Regions from separate parts of the Mus musculus genome. Here all the other regions are linked to region 1. Evidence: chromatin contacts called from public promoter capture Hi-C data. All regions are on one chromosome and are shown on one strand. Each heading gives the region's core, a stretch centred on a gene start, on an enhancer-like site or on the middle of the called end of the contact. The rest is flanking DNA. Distances are from core to core; before and after follow the strand shown. Region 1 has its middle 15 kb from the start of Gch1. Region 2 overlaps Samd4 (sterile alpha motif domain containing 4). Region 3 overlaps Mapk1ip1l (mitogen-activated protein kinase 1 interacting protein 1-like).

Evidence for each region. Capture Hi-C pulls out chosen DNA fragments and counts their contacts.
Region 2: a promoter capture Hi-C map of pancreatic islet shows a contact between it and region 1. The contact joins two enhancer-like sites. A contact is called at or near these places in 1 of 15 datasets of contacts at CTCF or cohesin (large pre-B cells), 1 of 484 Hi-C or Micro-C datasets (germline stem cells), 2 of 115 datasets of contacts at active chromatin or transcription factors (embryonic stem cells and extraembryonic endoderm stem cells) and 3 of 9 other capture datasets (adipose tissue, liver and pancreatic islet).
Region 3: a promoter capture Hi-C map of liver shows a contact between it and region 1. The contact joins two enhancer-like sites. A contact is called at or near these places in 3 of 39 promoter capture datasets (liver and pre-B cells), 2 of 484 Hi-C or Micro-C datasets (both in liver), 1 of 115 datasets of contacts at active chromatin or transcription factors (embryonic stem cells) and 3 of 9 other capture datasets (adipose tissue, liver and pancreatic islet).

What each region holds. Positions count from the first base shown.
Region 1 is chr14:47,202,297-47,206,921 of GRCm38.p6, forward strand. No RefSeq gene overlaps it. Among named protein-coding and RNA genes, the nearest start is that of Gch1, 15 kb to the left of the region's middle. Within about 2 kb of position 2,620, at least 9 of the 459 cell types and tissues checked have an H3K27ac peak or open chromatin away from gene starts, as enhancers often do. A contact at or near this core is called in liver and pancreatic islet, where this site is marked.
Region 2 is chr14:47,085,046-47,089,670 of GRCm38.p6, forward strand. Samd4 (sterile alpha motif domain containing 4) reads left to right here. Exons shown (of 13, transcript NM_001037221.2): 10 at 2,714-2,915; 11 at 3,999-4,125. Among named protein-coding and RNA genes, the nearest start is that of Gm10371, 29 kb to the right of the region's middle. Within about 2 kb of position 1,891, at least 146 of the 459 cell types and tissues checked have an H3K27ac peak or open chromatin away from gene starts, as enhancers often do. A contact at or near this core is called in pancreatic islet, where this site is marked.
Region 3 is chr14:47,303,016-47,307,640 of GRCm38.p6, forward strand. The region is part of intron 1 of Mapk1ip1l (mitogen-activated protein kinase 1 interacting protein 1-like); the gene reads left to right. Among named protein-coding and RNA genes, the nearest start is that of Mapk1ip1l, 7.1 kb to the left of the region's middle. Within about 2 kb of position 2,281, at least 18 of the 459 cell types and tissues checked have an H3K27ac peak or open chromatin away from gene starts, as enhancers often do. A contact at or near this core is called in liver, where this site is marked.

The DNA.
Region 1 (4,625 bases), core at 1,370-3,869:
GAGAGGGCAATAGAGGTGAAAATGAAATGTATTGTCAAAAAAATAAAACATTAAAATTCTGTCTTCTTCTCCCTCTCTACCCTCTCGTTCCCTTCCTCTCTCTGAAACCCTGGTGTGTTGCCAAGTAACAAACCTGCCGTGCATCAGGAAATCTGCCCTGGACAAGAAGAGTCTTTCTGGGTCACAGAAGCACTTGTGTATAAGAGTAAGACTTCTACGTTCAGAGGGCATGTGGAAGTGCTTGCCTTGAGGGAGCCACATAGCTCCACCAAAGAGCATCCCAATGGCAAACAGAAGGACTGCATAACAAAGACCTCTCTCTCTCTCTCTCTCTCTCTCTCTCTCTCTCTCTCTCTCTCTCTCTCTCTTTCTCGAATTCACCCTTCTTCATCCCAGTATCATACTCACCAAAAAAAAAAAAAAAAAAAAAATTGACAAATAGGAATTGGGGTCAGGCTAAAGTTGATTCAGAAAAAATAGTGTGGCCCTTACCTCATGATTATGGAAATTTAGATCTCTCAAACATATCTGCAATCTGGGTGTCGTATCCCTTACACAAAGATGAAGCCCAACCAGACTGAAAAGATTCCTTCAGGTCACACAATTAATGAGTGATGTGTTCCCATCTTATGAATCTTCAAACTTACTCCTTTTATCCAGCGTCAAGAGGCTGGTGGTAGTGTACACCTTTAATCTCAGCACTCAGGAGGCAGAGGCAGACAGATCTCTTTGAGTTCAAAGACAGCCTGGTCTACAGAGTGAGTTCCAGGACAGCCCAGGCTACACAGAGAAACCCTGTTTCAAAAAGCCAAAACAACAACAAAAAAACACAAAACAAACACACACACAAAAGTATGTACTTAAAATATGCCCCGCACACACTTAAAACCTAGTTTGAGACCATAAATATTTCCTATAGAATGTATCAGGTAAACTCCAGAAAACATTTTTCCTGGAAAAAAAAATACATCTGATTCCTACAAATTGAATTCAAAATCATGATCAACTTTTCTGTCCAACGAGAATCTGTGATGGTTTGAATATGTTTGGCCCAGGAAGTGGCACTATCAGGAGATGTGGCCCTGTTGGAGAAAGTGTGTCACTGTGTGGTAGACTTGGAAACCTTCCTCCTAGCTGCCTGAGGAGTCAGTCTTCTGTTTGCCTTCGGAACAGGTATAGAATTCTCAGCTCCTCCAGGGCCATGCCTGCGTGGATGCTGCCATCCATGATCCTGCCTTGATGATAATGGGCTGCACCTCTGTACCTGTAAGCCAGCCCCAATTAAATGGAAGAGTTGCTTCAGTAATGCTGACCCTTCACAGCAATAAAATCCTGAGACAGAATAAATAAGATATTTTATTTCATTTAAAAATATTTTCTTCTGGTTGAGGATGTAGCTTAGTTCCCTTGACTGGGATGAATCACTGAATTCGATCTCCGGTACTACACAAAAAAATAAAATTGCTTTTTTCTTTGACCACAAAACTATGACCATAAAACCCCAGGGCTGAGGAAAAGGGCTTCAGACTGAAGCCCTGCAGACTGGAATCCCAAGTTGTCCTCACTCATGGCCTTGGAGAAATGTTATATCGCTCTGAGATGCAATATTCTCACCAGAAGAAAAGAAAAGCTATTTGGAAAATAAGAACAAGTGTAAATAAAAGAGACATGGTAAATGTGCCTGAGCAGTACAGTTAGGATACCCACAACAAAGACAGGTGCCCCTTATTCTTCTCTCTCTGTCTCCTATCAGCTTTGCTACAGAATAGCAGAAAGCCTCTCATCTAAGATTTCTAGAAAACAAAAGGCGAACTGCTTTGTGTGTGCTGCACCTGCCCATACACTTACTTAGAGGCCCCATATCCTGGAAATCAATGTGGCTATTTGCCTGTGGACATAGTTTCCCAGCAACGCACATTTGAACTGATTCAGGCTCCTCCATCAAGTGTCTCTTTGCAAGCTTCCATAAATATTAGTATTAAACCTGCTTAAGGGAAATGAGCAACTGTTATGTTTGTACACTGTCTTCCTCCTGGGATTTTATAACGCTGAGCAGAGAGCCTTTCCTGAGCTGCCACCGACAGGGGAAGCAGCAAGGCTTCCGCATGTAAACAGAGCAGATGTTCGGCTGTATTTCCAGGGTCTTCCATCCTAAGGAAAAGGTACAGTCGCTCTATGAACCTTCAAAATCATTTGCTAACAGACATGAAGGATCCAGGAGATATTCTGACTTTCCCGCACAGGGGTCTACCCTGACATTTTCTCTCTCCCCGTCGGGACAGACTGGTATGCACCTTTAAGACAAAATAACACTCCGGTTATTGCCAAGACATTTAGCAAACAGTATATAAATTCTCCATGTTTTAAGTGTAAATATTCTTCACTTTAAATTCCCTTTATCCTTTCCACATCTGATTTAAAAGGAAAACAAGCCAGTACTGCTGGAATCCCTACAGATAGGACATTTACTCTGCTATTCATTAAGTGGGTGGGGTTTTATTTGTGATTGATAAACAAGCTTATCATAGTTTAATAATGAAGGGTAGGGGGCAGCCTATACCCGTTGGTTCTGCTGCTTCTGTGTGGACTCAGGGGATTGAACTCTGTTTATCAGGTTTGATAGTAGGTGCCCATACCAGCTGAGCCATCTCTCTGGCCCCTGATAAGTAGTTGTTATTGGCTAGGCAAAGATCATGTCAGCACTAGAGAAATAGAAACAGGCAGGTCTATGTGAGTTCAAGGCCAGCCTGATCTACAAAGTTAGTTCCAAGACAACCAGGACTACACAAAGAAACCCTGCCTCAAAAGACAGACAGACAGACAGACAAAAAATCAGAAATAAACGAAGGAGGAGGAGGAGGAAGAGGAGGAAAAGTAATAGGGAGGAGGGAGTAAGGAGGGGGGAGGGGAGAAGAGGAGGTTGTTATTAGAAAAAATAACAATTTTTATTAACATTTAAAGCCCCATAATTTCACCTTTTACAGTCATTTTACTGTACTTCTGATTAGGTCCTATTTGTGTTGTCTTTTAAGTTATTTAGTGTGTATTTGTGTGTGATTAGAGGGAGAGAGGCAGGCGTGTCACAGAGCATGTGTAAAGGACTAGAACAACTTTGTAGAGTTAGTTCTCTCCTTTCCCCTCTTGGGTCCAGGCTATTGACCTAGGTCATTGGGCAACTAGTGCCTTTACCAAGGGTGCTGAGTCACTCTGCCAGCCTGGTTTTAGCAGTTTTGTTTGGTTTTGGCTGATTGGTTGGGTTTTTTGTTTTGGTTTGGTTTGGTTTGGTTTGGTTTTTCAAGACAGGGTTTCTCTGTGTAGCCCTGGCTGTCCTGGAACTCACTTTGTAGACCAGGCTGGCCTCGAACTCAGAAACCTGCCTGCCTCTGCCTCCTAAGTGCTGGGATTAAAGACGTGAGCCACCACTGCCTGGCGATTGATTGGTTTCTTACTTGATTTGTATGAGACAGTATCTCACTATGCTGCCAAGGTTGGCCTTGAACTCCTCATACTACTGCATCATCCCATGAGTAGTGGGATTACAGCTGTGAACCACAGCCTGCCATGTCTACCTTGCTGTATTTCTTTTTAATGTTTTCCTATATCCAGACATTTTTTTCCTTTAAATTATTACCTTCCATTAACAATCCACATTTTTATGTCACCGTTATACATTTTTCATACCACAACAAAACTTTCTGTCTTGTTTCAGTTTTACTTTTATCTTTTGTATTCCATAAGGCAGTCACTTTGCCTTTACATATTGTTCTTGTTATTATTGTTGTTGTTGGGTTTTTTTTTTTTGAGATAGAGTTTCTCTGTTTAGCCCGTCCTAGAACTTTCTCTGTAGACCAGGCTAGCCTCAAATACAAAAATCCACCTGCCTCTGACTCCCAAGTGCTGCTGGGATGAAAGACATGTGTCACCACACCCAGCTTGTTGCTGTTGCTGTTGTTGTTGTTGTTGTTGTTATAGACTGAGTCTCACTGTATAGTTCTTGCTGTGCTGGAACTCACTCTATAGACCAGGCTGGCCTTAACTCATGGAAATCCATCTGCCTCTGCCTTTCAAGTGCTGGGATTAAAGATGTGCAACACTACACCTGGTCTTATTATTCAATTTTAAATAAATTAAATTTATCTTCCAATATATAAAAACAAAAGTTGGGCTTATTAAAGAAGTAAAACAGAGAGACACCCAAACGCCACATACTGTGGAGAGAGGTGGAACTACAGACATGACAGTAGTGACAAAAGGCAGAGCCTGTGTAGCCACCTGGGGTTAAGGTGATGTCTGGGCCTAGGATGCTGTTAAGGGCCATGGCTGGGTCTGTGACCCTACTGCAGCTGGGATCTGTGCTGATGTCTGTGACCGGAGTTACCACCAATGACTATGCAGATGTCCCTGGTCTGGGCTGCCACCTGAGTCCAAGTACTGTGCTGAGCTGGCCCTGCCCTTCACCTGCAGCAGAAGAGCTGGTCCTGCCTCTCACCTGGCGCAACGGAGAGCAGGCTCTGATAGCAGGGATAGGGTGTAGGGCTGAAGGTGAGGGTGCAGGAGAGCTATCAATGCCCCCCACTGGCTGCAACACTAGGGAGAGTGGTCCCTGCACCTCACCTGGGCAGCAC
Region 2 (4,625 bases), core at 641-3,140, 120 kb before region 1:
ATGGGTGATGCTCCGACTCCCAGGTGAGGAGGAGGTCTCCAGCTCCTGTTGCAGTACCGGGCCCTGCTGTACCAGTTCCTAGAGGAAGTCATTCTGAAGTAGAAGTTGAAGATACCTGGCTTTTAAGCTCCTCTCACCAGCAACACATCCCCTGCCTCTGTCTGCCTAGAGAGAGGCGTGGTCCGAGTTTGAGCCTCTACAGACTGTTATAAGCACATGCTAGGTCAGGGCCAGCCTGAGGTCTGCCAGGTCGGAGTCTTTTTATTGACTAGATACGAGGGAATGCAGCTACCAATCATGGATGTTCAAATCGATGGCGCCAAACCCATGAAACACATTCTGCTCTTCGCATCACCTCTGGGATATTTTCACACTGTTAATTTATTTTGAGAAACCATTTCTCCCATAAAAAAGTAACCGCAGGCAAGCCCCTGCTTTAAATTATCTCACAAATCCCAAATTAATTGCTTCTTATTAATGTTATTTTTATCAAAGTCTTTTCATGCGTTTCAAGGAAAGGACATCAGTTAGACTCAGAAAAGCAGAGAAGGTGAGGCAGACAAGCTCGGGGGTAGGAGGCAGGATGGAGGAGGGGCCAAGAGTGGGACTTTAATTTGGCATTTGTTCTTTCTTGGGAAACATAATTATTTCCTTAAGCTGAGTGGTCCTAACTGACCTCAGAGTTCAATCCCACTGTCAGCGGCAGCAACTCTAGAAAAACCTGGCTTTGTAAAAATAACCTTTTGAGGACACCACAGCTAGACTCCACCATCAGGAAGAAGAAGGCCTCTCAAAATTCTGCCTCCGCTATACTGTAACCACCACCACCACCACCACCACCACCACCACCACCTCCCAGACCCCGGAATACTCTGGGCTTTACTCCTTCTCCCAAACAGCTGAGTCCTAACTCTTGGGAATGTCAGGGTTCTCCTTTTCTTCACCGACTGCCCTAACAGAGCCTTCTGGCCTTGATGTGGCTAGAAAATACAGTCTTGATCCAGGTCTGATTTTCTTGAGTAGTCCCAGCACTTGGGTGGTTGAGGCGGGAAGGCAGTTTGAGGCTAGCTTGTGTTACATAGTTAGACCCTGTCTCAAAAAAAAATTTTTTTACAAGCTACAGTGTTGCTTTCGTGGAAGAACAGATCATTTTAAGGCAACACTCATCCACTACTGTTTTGCATATAGAAATAGCCTTCTAAAAATCCAGCCAAAGAGGGAAGTGAGAAAAATCTATTCACACCAAGTAAGGGGTGGGGGGAGTCTTAGCAGATACTGATCATCTATCTGCCAGGTGGCCCAAATTCTGACTTCAGAAGCCAGAGGACCTGTTCTTAACAGCTGAAAGCGGAAATCCCCCCCCATTCCCCCCCCACACTTGCTGCCACTTTTACAAGTTACCTCCCTGGGGTCTCTGATTGCATGGAATGGCCTCACGCTAATTTTCAGTTTTCAATGAGGAAAGGGAAGATAAGATAAACAGAGAGACCAAGAACCCAAGAGAAGAACCTCTTCTTCTGAATGGGTTCTACAACACCCTTCTTGGCCTCAAAAGCCTGGAACCTTCTCTCCCTAAGACATTTAGGAACTCGGGAACTTTTGCATTGCCACCTCAGACGCCACCTCCCCTCCCCCCGCCCCGCACTCACACACAACCATCTCTGGCGCAGGAAGTACCTGCTGTGAATGGCCCCCTGGACCTCCACTGGCTAAGCTAAATCAGCTCATCTGCAGGGTCTTCTGGTAAGCTTGGCGAAAACTCCCCAGTTTAGCAACCAAGCGACTCTGCTCCATCTAGTGGCCGTTGCCCGCCACGCAGACCTCCTTCACCCTCCTGAATAACTAAAGCTGCCTGACTCCCTTGGAAAGAATGTGTCCGGTTCCAGAAGCCCGGGGCTGGTGGAGGCTTCTCCGCTGAGCTCATCCGACCCCGCTGGGAGCAGCCTCCTGCGTGGACCCGAAAAGCGGAGCCTTGCCAGCCCTGGTGAGGGCCGCCCTGCAGGAAAGACCTGGGGAACGAAGAGACTGGACTATCCTAGGTGTGTATGGAGTCATCCACACACCGCAGTGACCTCCCAGTTGGAGAAATATCAAACAGCATTTACTCTGCAAAATTCTGACTCCGTGCCTCGGGCCTGGGACATAAGGGGCTGAAGAAGACACATACAGTCCTTTCTAACAGAGCTTATATTTCAATCGGGTCCTCCATCTAAGACTGCTTACAGACAACCTGATCAGCAATGAACCACGCCATCATGGAAGGCGCACCAGAACGGAATCAGATCCAGATACTGACCCTACTATTTTGCTTTGTGGCTTCTTGAAAGGCACCATGGCCTCATGCACAGACCCACAGGTTGGACTAGACAAGAATAGAAGGCAGGGGACTCTTTGAGCTCCCCTTTTGGGTTCATATTTGAGTGCTGCCCCCTGCTGGTTGTGTGTCGATAGCAAAATCCTCAAGCTTTCTGAGTTTTTCTAGCAGTGAAGATTAGGAAGCCTACTTCATAGGGCTGTCTTGTGGGTTAAGAGTAGTGTGCATGCGCCAACATTTAGCATGTGCTGTTGCTTTTAGATACTAGGTACAGTTTGATTCATAGCCTATTATTGGCACCCCCAAACCTCTTGTCAGTCCCCAAGAGACCCCACTGGCAGCCTGGGCTATGTAGGGCTGGAGCCAGAACCTCTGGATCTCTTCTCTTTGCTCTCACAGTCGTGGCTTTGGGCAGTCCAACTCCCTCCCAACAGCCAGCTCTGTGGGCAGCGGCATGGGCAGACGGAACCCACGACAGTACCAGATCGCATCTCGGAATGTCCCTTCCGCCCGCCTTGGTCTCCTGGGCACCAGTGGATTTGTCAGCTCCAACCAGCGCCACACCGCTGCCAACCCCACCATCATGAAACAAGGAAGACAGGTTTGTTCTGCTCTGGGGAGCAGGGAGGTTGACCAAGCTCAGGGACTGAGGCTTTAAGATGTCTCCAACCCAGACAGTCTCCTGCATGGAAAGATAAGACCCCAGGGGAATCTAAACCAGGAGATAGCTGAGCCTATGCTTGTCAGGTAATCACTGTTTGCGTTGTTTCCCTGGAGACGGAAAAACTCATGTCTGCTGCTTGGGAAAGCTAGTGCTACATTTATCTCTGGGACCCTTGTAGACAGGCATGCAAGGGCTACTTCTGCTTGATCTTTGCCCCCCCCCCAACATACCCCATCACCTTCCAGGTCTGGGTGGGCATTTAATAAGCTTCCTTTGACTTTTTCCTCACAGTCCCGGCTGCAATGGTGAGTCCACAGGATTGTTTGGGAGGCTGTCCCTTGCTGTGAGATTGACAGTGACCTCTCTGCCCCCCTGAGCCCAACCTTGCCTTTCCCTAAATGTTCATTCCCTCAGCCCCCTGAGGCAATAGAGGTTGGCCTGGGCCTGGGAACATACAAGCAGGCCTGATGAGAGGTTGTCTTTAAAACAGAAAGGCTTCACCAGGAGGAGGCTGGTGGCAGTCCCTCCCAATGGGAAGGGCATGTCTGAGAAGCCCTGATATCAGTTCTAGGCAAGGTCACTACAGGACACACGAGCTGCATGATATACAGGCCTGTTGCCAGTACTGACTCTTTCTTTTCTCCTCAGTGTGGAGTAAATTTGGGGACTCTCAAAAAGAAATTCAAATAAGAGCCTTAAACTCATTATACTGTTTGCTACAAGTATTTCTAAGACAACCCCCCCACACACACACACACATACTCCCTTTAAGAAATATATGGAGTAAAAACACTTTTGGAGATGGGGAGAGGGGAAGGTGGCTCAAACTTAAAGCGAGGCCTGTGAATGAGCCTCAAATGGGACAGTCTCAGCCATCTCTCAGTAAGTCCATGGCGGGTAGCATGGGCCTTTCCAAAACTGTCCTGGGATACCTGTCTCCCGAGTTCCAGCTGGGGCTCTGCCTCCCCACATCCCCACAGGGTCTGGACTAATGCCCCCCTCTTGTATGTCCCTCCCTAGAACCTCTGGTTTGCCAACCCTGGGGGCAGCAACAGCATGCCCAGCCGCACCCACAGCTCCGTCCAGAAGACCCGCTCGCTGCCCGTGCATACTTCCCCACAAAACATGCTGATGTTCCAGCAACCAGGTAGGGCCTGGCTAACTCGCTCCCTTCTCTCTCTCTCTCTCTCTCTCTCTCTCTCTCTCTCTCTCTCTCTCTCTCTCTCCCTTGACGCAGAATGGAGGCTGGGATGCCAGAATAGACGCCCTGGTGACCCAGCCGGAAAGTGCTGAGCCTCAACTGTCACCACACATTCTTTAGAGCTGCCGAAAGCCTTTCCTTTTTTAAACCATGCCTTGCCAGTGTGAGCAGAGGCTGCCTAGCAGGGAGCCAGAGCCTGAAGTCCCAGCACTGGTTGCAATATAACAGGGATATTTCTGATACTTGTCAGATATCTGGATTCCTAGATTGATTAAACCAGCGATAGCTCTCCCTGGAAGAGATCCCTGTGGAAAGGTGGGGGGGGGGGGGATGTGTGCAAAGAGAGGATAAGACAACAAAAGAGAAAAACTTGAATGTTGGTGTCACTGTGGAATGGCATTGGAAAACAGAGCCATGGTTTCTTGATTCAGGAGTAACTTGACGGA
Region 3 (4,625 bases), core at 1,031-3,530, 100 kb after region 1:
AATCCCAAGGAAACGTTAACTGCCGTCCTTTCTTCAGATGAATGAATGAGTCTGTTATGGCCCCAAGGTCCAGGTTCAAACGTGGATTTATTAGTAAAGCCACTTCTCCCTTAGTATACGGGGTGTAGCCTGGCCCCGGCTGGGCAGCCGTGACTTCTGATGCTATGGTTGGTGTCTCCCTTCGCCCTTTAGTTGGACTTTGCAGTCTTTCTGGTAACTTGCACTGTCTGCTTGCCCTCTCATTGACCTTAATGGTGAGACCTGAAGAAGAATCCATTCCAGTGTGTCCATACTCAACGACAGATGTATGCCCTTCACCGTTTCCTTCTGGGAAAGAAGAATAGGGCAGATTAAAGCACCAGCTTGCGTCTTTCCTTCTGTAATGAAACCAGTGAGCTGAGGTGGAGCATGAGTGAGTGTGGTTAGCAAAGAATGTGTGCAGGGTTTTAAGCAGATTGTGGTCCTGGTAGTAATGGAGTCATAACAGCCTGAAGACAGGTAAAGCAGCCTCAGTGGGTGGCCGTCCTACAACATCAGCAGCAGCTGAGACAATACGAGTTTATGAATTCACCATAGTAGATGAGTCAAAACAGCCAGTTCCACCTGATAGGCTGAGGAAAGAAGTACTAATAGATTGAATGTCTAGGCCATGAGTCCTTCCTATACCCTTAGGTGAGCCATCAACAAAATGAGTATCTGCCTGTGGAATGTCAGAAGGTTGGACAGTTTTTAAATCACAAATTCAGTTTGTATGAGAAAATCCCATAGCTTACCAGCTGCAAAATGATTTATTACTATGGAAGGAGTTCCATAGTAATAACTAAATTTGAAAACCCATAGAGTTCTGTAATGCTCTGAAAAACTGATAGTTAAGGGTAATAAATACAGCAAGGATTGAACCCATATAATTGTTGACGTCAGGTCCTCCTCTGATTTACTAATTGAGCAAGAAGGGTACGGTGTGCGGTTAGCATTTTATGGCCTCTGAGTTATAAGTGAATCCGTTCCAAAGGCTTATCCTCTGGTGCTATGTAACACCTGTGGGAAACCATTCAGTAAGGAGAATGAGTAGGCTTAAAGGCAGTGAAGAATCCACAGGATTTAAAAAAAAAAATGCTTTTTTTGATTCAGAATTCAAATAGCCAAAGTTCTTTTGTTGCCTTTAGTGCTACTATGTGAGGGCTGTAAAGTACCATCTCTCTCCTTTTAGATAGATAGGTTGACGCATATAAACATTTTTATTTTGTTGAAATTGCATTAGAAATACCAAGCAGAGCGTGTGAGGCTGGGTAGGAGTTGGTAAATGACTTCTGTCTCCTTGCCTTGTCCTAGCTTGCCTAGGTTATAAACTTAGCAGTTGCTCAGGTTCCCCTAAGTCCGTCTAAGGTTAGATTGATTATCAGATTCCTGACGCCGTGCTTCGAGTCCTATTCAGGCAAAGGAGGTAGATGCATCGCTAAAGGAGACTGCAGTAGGGAGGCTGAAGGAGTCGCCACCAGCACAGCTATCCGTGACACTGTTCTTACTGTAGATTGTACCTGAACAGAAAAAATGCCATTTCTTGCCTCTTTTACCAATTTTAAGGTTTCATCATCTAGTTTATATTAATTCAAGGAACTAGCCATCTCTTCCTTAAACATTTGGATAACAGTCTGAATTAATGCCCAAGAGACCCAAAATTGAACAAGTCCCTTTTCTGGGCACCATTTATCACTGCTAAAGAGGCAGTGGGTCCTAGAAGAATGGAGCAGATAAATGAGGTAGGCCACAGGCAGACATTAGTCAAAGCTCGGGGAATCCTGAGGAAGAGGGAGAAGGAGGATTGTAGGAGCTAGAGTGGACAAGGACACCAAAAGAACATGGCCCACAGAATCAACTAACCAGGCTCATAGGGGCTCTCAGAGACTGGGTAGACAATCAGGGAGCCTGCATGGGTCTGAACCAGGCCCTCTGCGTGTATGTTATTGTTGTGTGGGAGCAGGGCTGACTGACGCTTTCGCCGGCTTTGGAGGTGCTTTTCCTCCTATTGGGTTGCTTGTTCCACCTTGATGTGAGAGCATGTGCCTGGTCTCACTGACTTTCTGCACCAGGTAACTCCCTGCTCTTTTCTGAAAGGGAAGGAGTGGGTGTGGGGAAGAGGAGATGGAGAGGAGGGAAGGGAAACTGGCTGGAGTGTAATATATGAGAAAAGAGGAAATGAATGAGTCTCATCAGCAGTCCACCTATCTCAGCACCTCAGACAATCTATACTCTGAGAGTTACGGGATTCATATGAGTAAGTGTCTCGTCACAAGGGCAAGGTTCTTAGAGTGTGCTTGGACACAGTATAAACAAAAACCTGCAGTGTGTGTTTTTGTTTTGCTTTTGTCTCCAAATCTCAAACTAGAAACAATAATCATGCTTAAACATCAGAAACATTTTCAGGAGTATTAATAACAAGACCCATGTACTACCATCACTGTTTAACCTTCCGTTACTTGAGTCCTAGCTGATGAAAAAGAGAAAGGATCTGTTGGTATTGGGAAAATACGATAAAGCCGTTGCCTGGCAATGATAGGATCAACTGGAAAAACTTTTTCAGGGAAGAAAATAATCCAGTAATGTCATAGCTTGCAAAAGCTATATTCTGCTCAGATATGAGTAACCAGTTAGAGAAATGGCTCAAGGGACCTATTTACAGCCACATGAAAAGAAAGGTACAGCAAGGTGGGTGTAGCGGTTCACGCAGCTCCCAGGTGCTGTACTGTTGAAGCTCAGTCCAGCCTGGGAGCAGTGACACCTAAGAAGGAAAGCACATGTCGGTATCTGCCTGTACCTTGTTCTGGATGAGGTCTGATGATGTTTTAAACACATCTGCTATCTCCCAAACTTCATCAACAAACAGGTATTTCCCACCGGAACATTGGGTGTTTTGTTCTTACTACCAAAACAAAACCCTGGGAAAAGTAACCATGAAATTCAGGAAGAGTTGAAGAAACTACAAGGAAGCTAGCACAACTCTTTAAAACACAAAGGGATCCTAGTTTTATGTGCGTGCTTCCTACAGGTGGGCAGGGGGAGAGTCCTCCATACTTGTGAGGATAATTGGATCTGCTGCCTGGTCAGCTGGGGTCAGCCTGTACCTGTGTTTGAGCCTCTGCTCTGTTTAAACAAGTTGACCTTCGTTTCCTGCACCTGTAAGCTGGGGTGTTAATAACGTTTGCATTGTAGAAAATACCCCTGTTTACAGTAAACATTCAGTAAATACTGTTGCCGGTGGCAGCAAGAGTTTTAAAGGACTAAGTTATTACTTACTACTTAGAAGAATTGTGAAATGGTAAACATGCTAAACCACAAGCATACCGGGTGGTGGCAGCGCACGTCTTTAATCCCAGCACTTGGGAGACAGAGGCGGGCAGATTTCTGAGTTCGAGTGAATTCCAGGACAGCCAGGGCTACACAGAGAAACCCTGTCTCGAAAAACCCCCCAAAAAACCCACAAGCATACTCTTGAAGTGGTTATCTTTGTTAAGCACAAAATTGAGTTCACAAGTAGGAACAGATTAATAAGCTACAAAAGATTAAAATTTGTAACACTAAAAGAAATACCATTTAAGAAAGTTAAAAGGACCTTTGCAGAAAGTTCTTGTCTCATAAAACAGCTAGTGTTCTTTCCATGTAACAAAATGGAGTGATGTGTTATTACCAATTATGAAATGATGGGGGGGGTTGCTATCTTATTCTGGTCTTATAAGTCAATGACCATTAAAACAGACGAAAAAAGGACAGCAGGGCTCAGATGACTGAAAAGGAGTGGACAGCTTCTAGGGTGGTAGAAGTGGATCTCGTTAGAGTGGCCAGAGCTTAAGGTGAACACTTAATCTTTCTACTTTATCCACTGTTGATTACACTTCAACTTGAGAATTGGTAAGGGATGGGGCACCACATAAACCAGCAGGATCAGAAAGTCAAGGATGCCGGGCGGTGGTGGCACACGCCTTTAATCCCATCACTCGGGAGGCAGAGGCAGGCAGATTTCTGAGTTCGAGGCCAGCCTGGTCTACAAAGTGAGTTCCAGGACAGTCAGGGCTACATAGAGAAACCCTGTCTCGAAAAACAAAAGAAAGGCAAGGACATCCCCTACTACATAACAAGTTCAAGGATAGTCTGGTATACACAAGATCCTGTTTCAAAAAAAATAAAGATTGATTAGGGCACTTGCCTAGCACAAATAAGGCCCTAGATTCCATCTCTGGAACTACGGTTGATCATGACGCAGTGCCCGAGCTCCATCATCCAGTGATGGCCGAATAGTCACAGGAAGTGAATATAATCAGGGCCTGAGTTTATCAAGATTTGGTAATGTCCAGAGGTCGAAGGAGAGTTTGGAGGTCACAGCATAGGTTTGCATAGGTTGTGCCAGGAGGGCTTCAGGTGAGCCGGCGTGTTTGGCTCTAGTCCACTCCAGGGGCTTCTTCTGATTATGCATAATTAGATTTGAGGGAAAAGAAGTGTGCATTTGCTGTGCCACTGTTTAAAAGAACCTATGCTGCCACAGAAGTCAGAGTAACGAGTACCATTTTACAGATTGAGCAGATTATAGTTAGGAATGAATATATATACATACATACATACACATATACATA